Linked DNA regions of Siniperca chuatsi: region 1 is linked to region 2. A link is a contact called in public Hi-C data. All regions are on one chromosome and are shown on one strand. Each heading gives the region's core, a stretch centred on a gene start, on an enhancer-like site or on the middle of the called end of the contact. The rest is flanking DNA. Distances are from core to core; before and after follow the strand shown. Region 1 holds the start of roraa (nuclear receptor ROR-alpha A). Region 2 overlaps roraa (nuclear receptor ROR-alpha A).

The links. Hi-C and Micro-C count contacts between places; a contact is called where the count stands out from the background.
Region 1: a contact with region 2 is called in a Hi-C map of liver, with 2.0 times the contacts expected there. The contact joins the promoter of roraa here to the enhancer-like site in region 2. A contact is called at or near these places in 2 of 3 Hi-C or Micro-C datasets (liver and skeletal muscle).

The regions. Positions count from the first base shown.
Region 1 is chrLG4:11,876,363-11,881,618 of ASM2008510v1, forward strand. roraa (nuclear receptor ROR-alpha A) reads right to left here and starts at 2,649. Exons shown (of 10, transcript XM_044193105.1): 1 at 2,316-2,649. The coding sequence starts at 2,469.
Region 2 is chrLG4:11,820,885-11,826,361 of ASM2008510v1, forward strand. All of the region lies in intron 1 of roraa (nuclear receptor ROR-alpha A), which reads right to left. Among protein-coding and RNA genes, the nearest start is that of roraa, 55 kb to the right of the region's middle. Within about 2 kb of position 2,512, the one cell type or tissue checked has an H3K27ac peak away from gene starts, as active enhancers do. A contact at or near this core is called in liver, where this site is marked.

The DNA of each region.
Region 1 (5,256 bases), core at 1,399-3,898, 56 kb after region 2:
AGGGTTAAAACAGTAAACGCTCTGCATGCAGGATAAGAAATGTGCATCCTCAGAAAGTCTAATACAGCTGGTGTAAAGAGGGAAACTGCGCGTGAGCAAGTGTCTGCCGCCTTTCAGATGTTGGTTTCTGTGGCTGGCCTGAAACGCCCAAGTTTGAGCAAAGAACTGTAATCCTAAAAAATGTCTTACAAGTCTGTAACACTACCGTGAGCCATACATGTCTTTTATTGTTTTATTTTTTGAGTAATCCTAACGCAATAAACCAACTGCAGTTACTCCTTAATAGAACACTTTACATCAATGCTTTATTAAATAAAGCATAAAGCATTTCTTTATGAAAGCAAACGTTTCTTCTGCTCTCCTGCATGGTGAATATTTCTACATTATTACAGGTATAAATAATCAGCTTTGTGCGCCCAGTGAAAATAAATATAGGCCAATTGTTGCAATGTTAAAATGTCTCGTTAACCCACTCCAAGAGAGTAGGCTATAGGTTAGATGGCAGACCACAATAGATTGCTGTTACTGTATGTAACTGTACATCAAAGCTACAGATGGCAACTTAATGACTGTGAAAGATAAGATAAAAAATGTATTTACTGTTGTTACCATAGTCTTCTGAAAATTGAGCAGGCATCTGCCTGTTTGACACATGGAAATTTGAACTACACAGTTAAACATGAGACTCAATTCATTTAGGCATTGAATCAGAACTCATTTTAGACAACAGTTCTCACAACTTTTCTTTAAGGCTTCTACTGCTAATGCTCTCTAACAATCAGTCTTATTCTTTGCAAAAGGGTCAAAACAAAGTTTCAGTGCAGGGAAACTCCTTCAAAGCTGCAGAGGTTGTCCCACTGAACATGTGGGGTGTTTTTTTTCACCCATTCAGCATTACATAACAGACCGAAGGCGTTCTTTTTCCTGTCTTTCTCTTTCCCAGACGCACGTTAATCCTGTGCATAAAAGGGTGGGGTGAATATGGGTCAGCAGGTTAGGAGTGTCTCAAAGTCAGACTTGCGAAAAAAGAAATCAATCCACGAAGCCTCCCAACTACCTGTCTTTGCCCCACTATTACATAAGTGCTCCGGCTGTGCCAACCCACAAAGTCACAGTTTCCCTTCAGTGGCATATAAATATCCGCTGAAGTGCAGTGATTTGTTTATTTTTTTGTGATTTTTTTGTAATTAAACAACCGTGGTGATCACGGGGAGTGGGTGAGCTCTTGTATAAAGTGCAAAGATCTGCGATGATGATTTCTGCTCTCAGTTGCGCGCCTCTGTTTATGGCTAAACCTGTTACATAACCAGCTTACATTCCACATTCACCATATCACACTCTAAATATACCCTTGTGCACAGGAAGAGTTCGCGCACAAAACCCACCGTGCAATGAATTAATTGTCACAAATACACCATTCGCCTCACTGTCATGCACACACCAACTCTGCCTGTGAAGAATCAGCAGAGAAATCTGAATTTCTTTGAACTTGGATGATCCCGGTTAGCCTGTACTGGAGACAGTCGAGAGGGGGTGTGGTTAAATACTGTCTGTACTGTACAACATGGACGGGACGTGGTGGATAAATCATGTAAAATGAACTAGTCCTCAGCAGCAGACAGACTTTTGACGGGCTAATTGATAATATAGGCCTGTCTAGTTTTCACTGTCTGATCATGTGGAGGTTTAGTCGCAAAAGGCGTGCAGCGCCTTCATGCCTGCAACTGTGTTTGAGAGCTGGCGCTAAACAAATTCCAGCTGCTGGGGCGTCTTTTTGCACACAGGAATAGCCTAAATCTGTTAGCTGGAGATGTAAAAATCCAGCCAGACGGCGCTGTGTGCATAGCGGAGGACACGTCTCTACAAAGGAGAATGGGACTGATCAATAAACTAGCCCACAGTCTCCAAAAGTTCACTTTTGACACTTTGACAATATCGCGTTTGAGCGGACAGGTTGGCCTGTTTTGGCACGAAGAGAAGCTCCTGTTGGTCAATCTTAAGTTGCTGGGTAATTGATTTATCTTACAGTCAGAGTAAATGTGACATCTGTGACCATATCACCCCGCTATGATTTGAGCTGTCAGTGGAGCATGAACACCAGCAACACACACGGAGGCACTAATTACAACCGAACGGGCAAAAGCCGCGGTGGTAGCCTACTAAATAAAAAGCCATGTCCCTGTGGTTGGGTGAATTTAGACAGTGTGCGGTTATTTATGGGGAAGCGATTTAATTCATTTTGAAGTTCGATTAAAAAAATACCTCGATCGGTCTTTATTTCTCATACAGTAAAAAGCAAAACACGGTCCGCTTACCTCTGTTGGTGCTTGAACAGGTCTGCCTTCGAACCGGGGCTGGATGGTCCGCTTTCCGGAGCGTCTCCAGGTTTACCGGGGTTTCCCTGACCGGGGTAGCCGGCTCCGAGGCGCTGTTGCCCGGGTCGCTCGCTGGATCTGGAGGGGACTCCATGTTGAATTTCAGATTTACTGTTTAACTACCGCTAGTACTTAAAACTAATTCTATGCGATCTGCGAGCTCCGACACTACGTCTTGCTATCTAATTTAGACTAGAAGTAAGAAATGAGAAATGCGAGTGTGTCTGGAGGTGGGTGTGTAGGTTTGATTGTCCACTAGCAGCGCTAGTGAGAGCTCCAGTCATGCAAACTGAAAAGGGAGAGGTTGTCAATAGCCGAAGAATAGATGTAGGCCTCAGCATAATCCATGCTGATCGACCCTGCGCAGTTTTACATGGGAAATGGAAATATTTTATTAGTCAAGCCTTGCTCAGCAGTTTTCTACATCGAGCCTATGTATTGTCTCACTTACAAGTTGTGTAATAATAATACTTGTGATAATAGTACCTAGCCTATAGGCTGCTGCTGAATTTGAAACTGAAAACTGGCCAACATGGTCAAAATACATCATGATGACATGCATTTGCATCATGTCATGATCTAAACCATTTTATTGGGCTATTAAGCTAAAAAAGGAGAATATAATGTGTGAAAACTGCAGCTCTTGTGGTTGTTATTTTTGCTTTAATGGCAATCTGCAAATACCTTCCAGCTAAATATGGCCACTATCATCCACATCATCATATTCCATTCACAATACAGTCTGTGTTTGCAATTTACAGTCAAAAGCTGCGGAGGTACAGGAAGTATTTACTGCAAATCTATTCCCAGTGGATGCCATCCCTGGCTGCAGCATTAGGCAGTCTGTGTGCGACTCCAGACCATATAACAACTCAACTTTCATGTCTAAGAATTCAAACAAGGATAACCACAGCGCTCATCATTATTTTCATCATCATCACCACCATTATCATCATCATCAGCTCCACCGTCCTGTGGGAGGAGCGGACTGCATTTCTGAGCAGTCTGCTCGAGTTGATGAAAGGACTCTTCCCTTTACTCACAGAATAACCTGTGTCTCCGCTCTGCCAGATAAAAGTTAAGACTGACATCAGTTTGGAGAGAATACGCTTTAAGATACAGTGCCGTGTACAGCTGGCATCAAACGTCACTCTGGCAACCGGCATCCATGCACCGCTTGTTGAGCAGCAATTACAAACACATGCATTCTGTGAGGGATCAGCGGGCAAACTGCGAGGCGGCATCCCCAGCCTCTTCAAAGCGGTGCACGTGGACTTTGACGTGGTCCTGCCCTCCTGTACAGAGCCAGACCGCTGATAGACAAGTCAGCAATAAAAATAAATCACTGTGCCAAATACTAATGAACTTATAGTGATCAAATCATATAGGGAAGGTGTGATCTCTTTAAACACAACATAACTGTTAAAAAAAAAGTGTTTGTATAGGCTATTAATATTCATTAGGCTGACTTTACAAGGTCTTCCTCAAACTTTAGGATTGTCTTAATGGAAATGACCATCATTCACATAAGAGTATATCCCCTTGATGATTAAATTTGATTGAAACCTGTGTGCCTGCCTTTAAACATAACATTGAACTCAATTTAATATGTTTTAAAATACGGAAAGTGTACACCATCTTTTTTAGTTACCTCTTTCAAAGCTCATGTCTGCACCTCATGCGATAAAGTCTACAATTCTATATTACCATACTGTTACTTTCTTTTCTAAAGAAAGGATCACTGACACGAATAGCACAAAAATGACAAATGTTAAGGTTCTGTCATGGACTAAACATGGCCAAAACAATATACATAATCATCACTGTATTTGACTGTATCCACATCCAACTGCTGTAGTACATGTAGTATACTACAACATACTGTAAATTGGCAGAAATTAAAGAAATGTACTTTAAGCAGATGCTTGCTGATGTATTCTCATTTCAAAAAAAGCTGTGATGGCCTTTCGTCTTGTCCTGTATTTGGATTCAGTGTCAGATTTGGTCTCCTCTGCTTAGTGTCAGATGTGCTATTTAGTTGGTTGACAAAATGAAAATGATCACTAGCGTTAAGTGAAGCTTTTGTAATTGGTGTTGACCTTTCATTTATTTGTTTGTTTTTCGAGCTGGATAAACACTTCATTAGTGAAGTGACATAATTTACATGAAGGTAAATAGTGTCAAACATGGCAATGAGACACAAGGTGAGAGGTGCAGAGTTTACAATGCTTCTGTCTGGTAATTAAATCAACTGAGTTTAAATTCCATGGACATGTGCAAGTGTGGATAATTCAAAAACATGAAGCCAATGAAGTGAGATATTTAATCCATGTAAAAACACTGAATACGCTAAATCCTACAAAAAGTACTCAAAACGGGCAACATTTTAAGTTTGGATTAGTCACTAGAGAGGGACTTTGTCAAAAGGAATCAGTTTTCATGTTTCCAGTGCAGCACTCCTTGCATGTAACTCACCAACAAGAGCATGATATAAATTTTGGAGCTGTGCTGCGCTGAAGGCTGACTTTTTGACAGAAAGCCAGAAGGAATCTCTCACTGCCAAGCGAAGAGGCCAAGTTCCATTCCTTCGTCTCAGCTCTAGCTCCTCCAAATTTCCCTGACCTCCTGACCCACTGCAATTTGACCGTGTGAACCCTACACTGCCATTCCACGCCTGTTGCATGTTCAGCATCAAAGCTGAGGACCTTGAACTTGAGAGATACGTAAGCACACTCCGAATTTTACCTCCAAACAGCACAAACACACAAAACAGCACATAACTGTATAACTGGTATGAAAAGTATATGCTTAATACATGCACACCCACAGCTGTAATTAAAATGCACATTGTACACAGGTACATCTAATAAGGATAAGAACG
Region 2 (5,477 bases), core at 1,262-3,761:
TAAATGTGGGTAAGAAAATATGTTTTTTGAAATTTGGGTGAACCAACCCTTTAAGATTCAAGCACTAATATAGATTAAAACATCATCTTAATACCAACTGAGTTTAAGACGCAGCACATTACTGATCCTTTTTCCAGGTGGTGCAGGAAATGTTTAAAGAGGAGGTCTGTGAGCTACATGCCTAAGTTGACATTGGCATTCAGTGCGGTAGCAATGCAAAGTGTTTCAAATTATGGCAGAGAGGGAAATGGCACCTGCTGGGCAAACACGCCATATATTGTAATGTAGCTTAGCAGCACTTGCCCAGCTCCTTGCACTACAAAGCAGTCCATCAAAGTGAGATCTGAGAGGGAGAGAGAAGAAGATCATGACTCTTTTCACACCTTGTCAGACTGACTCGCCTCTGCTAGTTCCAGACCAGTCTGTGGTTTTCCTCCAAACTGTGCTGCAGCCAAAAAAATAAACTACAGACAGTGGGATAGTTATAATCAGAGCACTTTTAAATATAGGGGAGTGTGTGAGTGGTGTAGGTGAGGTGGGTCTATTTTCAACTTTTCCCAACCAAAACGAACACTAATGCATATGACATTTTTTCTGTGGCAAAACATGTGTGATATACAATACCATGCCTTGTTTAATTCATAAGGTCATTTCAGGCGTGCAGCACATGTTTTTTAAAGGTTTATTGCATAATGTATGCACGTGTGTGTTTAAGTTTGGTGGAGGGAGTTAGAAGTTACATTACTAAAATTTGCACTTCAGTTAACAGTAATGGAAGGCACACAAAATGTACAGTCTGATTGTATCCTGTGGATGAATTTATATTTTAGTAAGTTAATTTTATAAAGCACAACAGGACTCTGTGCAAAGCAGGATAATAATCGACCCAGTACATTGAGAGAACACTTGGAGATAACTTGAAAAGTAAAAAGTCAGTGTAAAGCTACAGTAACAGTTGGCTTTTCACTGGGCTTGCAAAGGGTTTGCAATAAAGCTAAAGGAGGGTAATTTCCATATTAATGGCCTGTTTGATGAAGCTCATTTAAATGATAAAAAATGTTGTGGAAAAAAACTCTCATTTCCTCTTAATGAACAGGTGGGGTTGTTCATATAGTTTGGGGAGTTTTTCAATCAGCTACATCCTGTCGCTGCATTGCATGTTTTAATAGAAATGGTAAACTGATTATACAGTATGTCCTATTTCAATGGTGACAAAAAATCCTGATACTATTGGAAATACAATGTGGAAAAAAAAACGATGTACAATACAGTACAATGCAGTCTAACACATAGCCCTCCAAAGAATATTAACTTTGCAAAACTTGAGACTGTGTCAGAGAGTTTTTTTATTAGTCTCTAAAATAATTCTCGATGCTGGAATTTGTAGTGTAGTGTTGTTGTAGTGGACTGCACTTTATTGAAGGTATTCCTGTTATTTTGGCCACTGCTGTACAGGGATCCTTTCACAGCTAGTGCCATGATGATTTTGAAAATAGTTGTCCATACAGGGTAGAATTGTTTTTTATGAGTTAAAACATCAAACTCATGCCACTGGAGAAAACTCACATACAATGTTAAATATCCTCTACAACAGGCAGATTACAAGACATACTGAGCACCCTTGCTGTGCAGGGGCCTCATAAATGTCACAGGAAAAGCTTTGCCACATGCCAAAGGCACTCGTCTCCATTAACACTGCGCCAGGGGAGACTTACTTAGACTGACAGGCAGCAACAATACTGAAAACTCTCCCATCTGTGAGAAGAGAGACACAAAATGAAGAGAAGTGAGAAAAATGAGTTTGGAACTTTCATTGTCCTACGCCTTCCCTCCACACAGATGCGCAGCTGAGCCAGTGCAGCTGGCCAACTGACAAATGGGAAAAAATAGTCCAATTTGAGCTGGTCGTTAGCAGTCGGAGCGCAGCATTCCAGATAAATGAGCGGCTGCCTCAGGTATGGCAGGAGATCTTCCTGAAGCATTCCTGGGAGACCGGTCCGTACCACTGCAACCCCTTAGCCATGCCTTCGATCCGACAGGCCCGACACTACAGCAGAGGTGACCTTGCAGTGCCGCTCCTGCCGGGCTTCTTATTTTTACACTCCCCCTCACAGCCCCCTCTTCTCCCTTGGCCTGCACTCCTCTTTTTTTAATCCCCACTTAAAGAGACAGTGTGGTGGTTTTTATATCATTAACTTCCCCTTCCTACTACTTTTTGTCCACAGACAGAGGCAACGATCGAGAGAGAGCGAGTGAGAGAGAAGTGGTGGCGTTCATTTGAGCTGAAATCAGGGTGAAGGGGGGAGGGAGAGCCAACTCCATTAAGAGTGTCTATGAGGGGTTGAGCTGAGTCAAACACTTACTACGGATGTTTGGACTCTCCCCTTGTTGACGCTATGTAAGTCTGCCTCTCTCGCTGCATGTGTTTGTGTGTGTGTGTGTGTGTGTGTGTGTGTGTCTGAGTGTGTTTGTGTATGTCTCCGTGTGCCAGCGTATGCCACTGTGCCTAAGTATATATGTTTCAGTACCAGCTGCCAGAACGAGGCCACTTTCTTCTGCACACCCACTGTGGCCTGTGGGACCGAAATCTTTGTCAATGCCACGCTGGTTACGTTTCGCAAGAGCCCTGAACGGAGTGGGCCAAACAAACACAGACATGGTTGATTCCGCTTGTTTTTCACTCTATTTTCAGGACATAGCTAGTGAAACTCTGATCCAAAGGCAGTATTTAGACATTTCCAGATTAGAAATGAATCAGAAGCCAATTTAGAAAGTGGTTGAGTGCCCTCAATGAACTGTCTGCAGAAGCAAGCACATACAGTGAAACAATGAGACATGTGCTTAAACAAAGTAAACTGTCAAAGAAATTTGCTTTTCCACTTACAGTTCAAAATATTTCTATATCAGAAGATAAATTTATGTCCTAACACGGTAATTTGCCACTTACATTCACTACATCTGCACATTACTCATTCTTGGCTTTGGTTAAAACAAAACCTCTCCATCTCTGTGGACACTAATACAAACCAGTGTGTGCCTCTCAGCCTCTCCACACTTCACACAACCACTTCCTGACAGCTACTTCATTAAATAAATCATGACTATTGATTAACATGCTCACAACAGTCTGCACAGGCACATTCTGAGGTTTGTTTCTTGAGTGCCAAGCTCATTTAACATGGGCTCTTTCATGTGAGTAATTGTGCGCGCTTCTAGCCATCTACACCCACCCGCCCCCATATAAAATAGAAAATCCCATAGCTATTTCTCCCAAAGAAATTAGTGAATTGTGATGAGGCGAACTGAATCAATTATTGCCTTAAGGTCAGAACCTATTAAAAACATTTTCTTCCTGTTGCCATCAATTATCTGTTCTGATGTACGTGATCTCATTTTGTGCGCTAAAACAGTGTGACACACCTTGTGATTGCAATTATCTATTAGTATTCATTGTTCTTTTTCTTGAAATTTGTAGCATTCCTCGCAACATTAATCCATGAATAAAAGCTTTGGTGAGAATTTCTACCAAATATTATCATGTCATGCTTCTTAACAGAGATATACTGTATAGTGAATCATCTTTGCAAAAGCTTACTTTTTGAGAAACGTGAGAAGCAATGCAATTATCTTTTTATTAAAGATACATTTCTGCCAAAAATTGTTAAATCTTTAATTTTGCGTGTAATATTAAGCTCAGCCAAGAACATCTACAACATTGACATCTCGTCTACAAAGTGCACAGTAAATGTTGAAACTGGGAAATAATTTTAGTTTTACTATACACCTCTGCACTCTGTAATGTCGATCTGCAAAGGGAACTCGTGGGAAGAGAGGAAAGGAAAGGAAAGGAAAAGAAAGGAAAGGACAGGACAGGACAGGACAGGAGAGGAGAGGAGAGTAAAGGAGAGGGTAGGAAAGTAGAGGATGGGCTCTGACTGTCACAATTTGGAGAAGGGATCCCAGAGACAAGGTGCACTCTGGGACTTGTTCAATCACCTCAGTGCAACAGTGAGTATGTACATCCTGTCAGCCATCCATAGGTGTCCCTGGTCATCCCAGCCAGTCCCTCCCTAACAAATGAGCCACCACTCTGTTGGACAGGCATGCTCATTAAAAATGAGGATGCACCAGGACTTTCCTCCCACTCTGTCCATGCCTCTCTCTCTCTCTTTTCCTCTTGTGGAAAGCTGAAGACCAGTAGAGGAGGGTGAAAGCATCTGGATCATGACCTTTCCTCAGGCGCGCTGAGACAAATTAAAGCCAGACATCTGATGAGAGGAGACTGAGGAGACCTTCCAAGCTGCTCCAAGAGCAGCCTCAACGCTTCCACACTTTCAAGTCACTGCACATAGTGCAGGTTACATTGTCCAGCTACTTTAATAACAAGCTGGGGGCTTGCAGTGCATCTCACTATTTTTCACCAACAGATCATGTGGATTACTGGGGGAGATCACAACTAAATTATTATATTTCATGATGTTTTTATAAAAAAGCAAAAGCAGGGTCTAAACTCTTCACAATGTAGGAAAAACAAGAAACAAAATTTAACTCTAAGGAACTACATTCTCTCTGCTAGCTCCCAATGACACAGCAAAAGCCTTAGACTCTAAGGCAGAATCCAACCACACAACAGACTACCTCAGCTATGGAACTAATTGTTTCCATTTCAAAGCCGATTAGCAGCCTCGGGGAAACTCTGACAGTTGGACACCACAGAACCAAACATCCAGGAAGAAGAGCCGTGGCTGAGGCTCAAGCTGATCACCCAGCACATCTGCTTCTCTACACTCTGGCATAGGCAGATACTCACTTAGCATCATGGTCCATCTCGGTCAAGACCAACAGAAGCTACGCATTACAGACTGGCTAGACTAAATAAAGCATTCTCCCTGAGGTCTAAATGGAAAAAGACTCTTGGAAAGTCATTTTTCGCCTCGTCTTAATTGCTGAGGAAAACCAAGAGACAGAGGGGCTATTGCTTAATACATCAGAAACAAGTGCTGAGATTGGCTTGACGTAGACATAATTAACCGTGGATTCAGAGCCAGCGAGAGGACCTGCAATGTACAGTAACAGAGCATGCAGATTTCAATTTAATGTGCCATTTTCACTGGAATATGACTGAAGTAACTGAGCACAGTGCAAAATGAATTAGGCTGATGAAACATCCAGGGAAAGTTTTGGAAATGTGTTAATGTTATTGTGATGGGTTTGAATTAAAGGTCATGCCCTTTTTGAAGACCTTTATTTCAAAATGGACTACTCATGATGATATCTTCCAGTGAACTTCATCTTTCAGTTAATTTGTATGAAATATATATACTCTCAATAGGAAGAACACACTGTATATGCATTTGTGGATGGAAATGTAGCCACAAACATGCTACAATAACCAGATGTTTCCTATATTGCTTAATAAAATTACAAAATTAAAAGCTGAAAAATTAAACTCTTGATTGGAATTCATATTGGAAAAA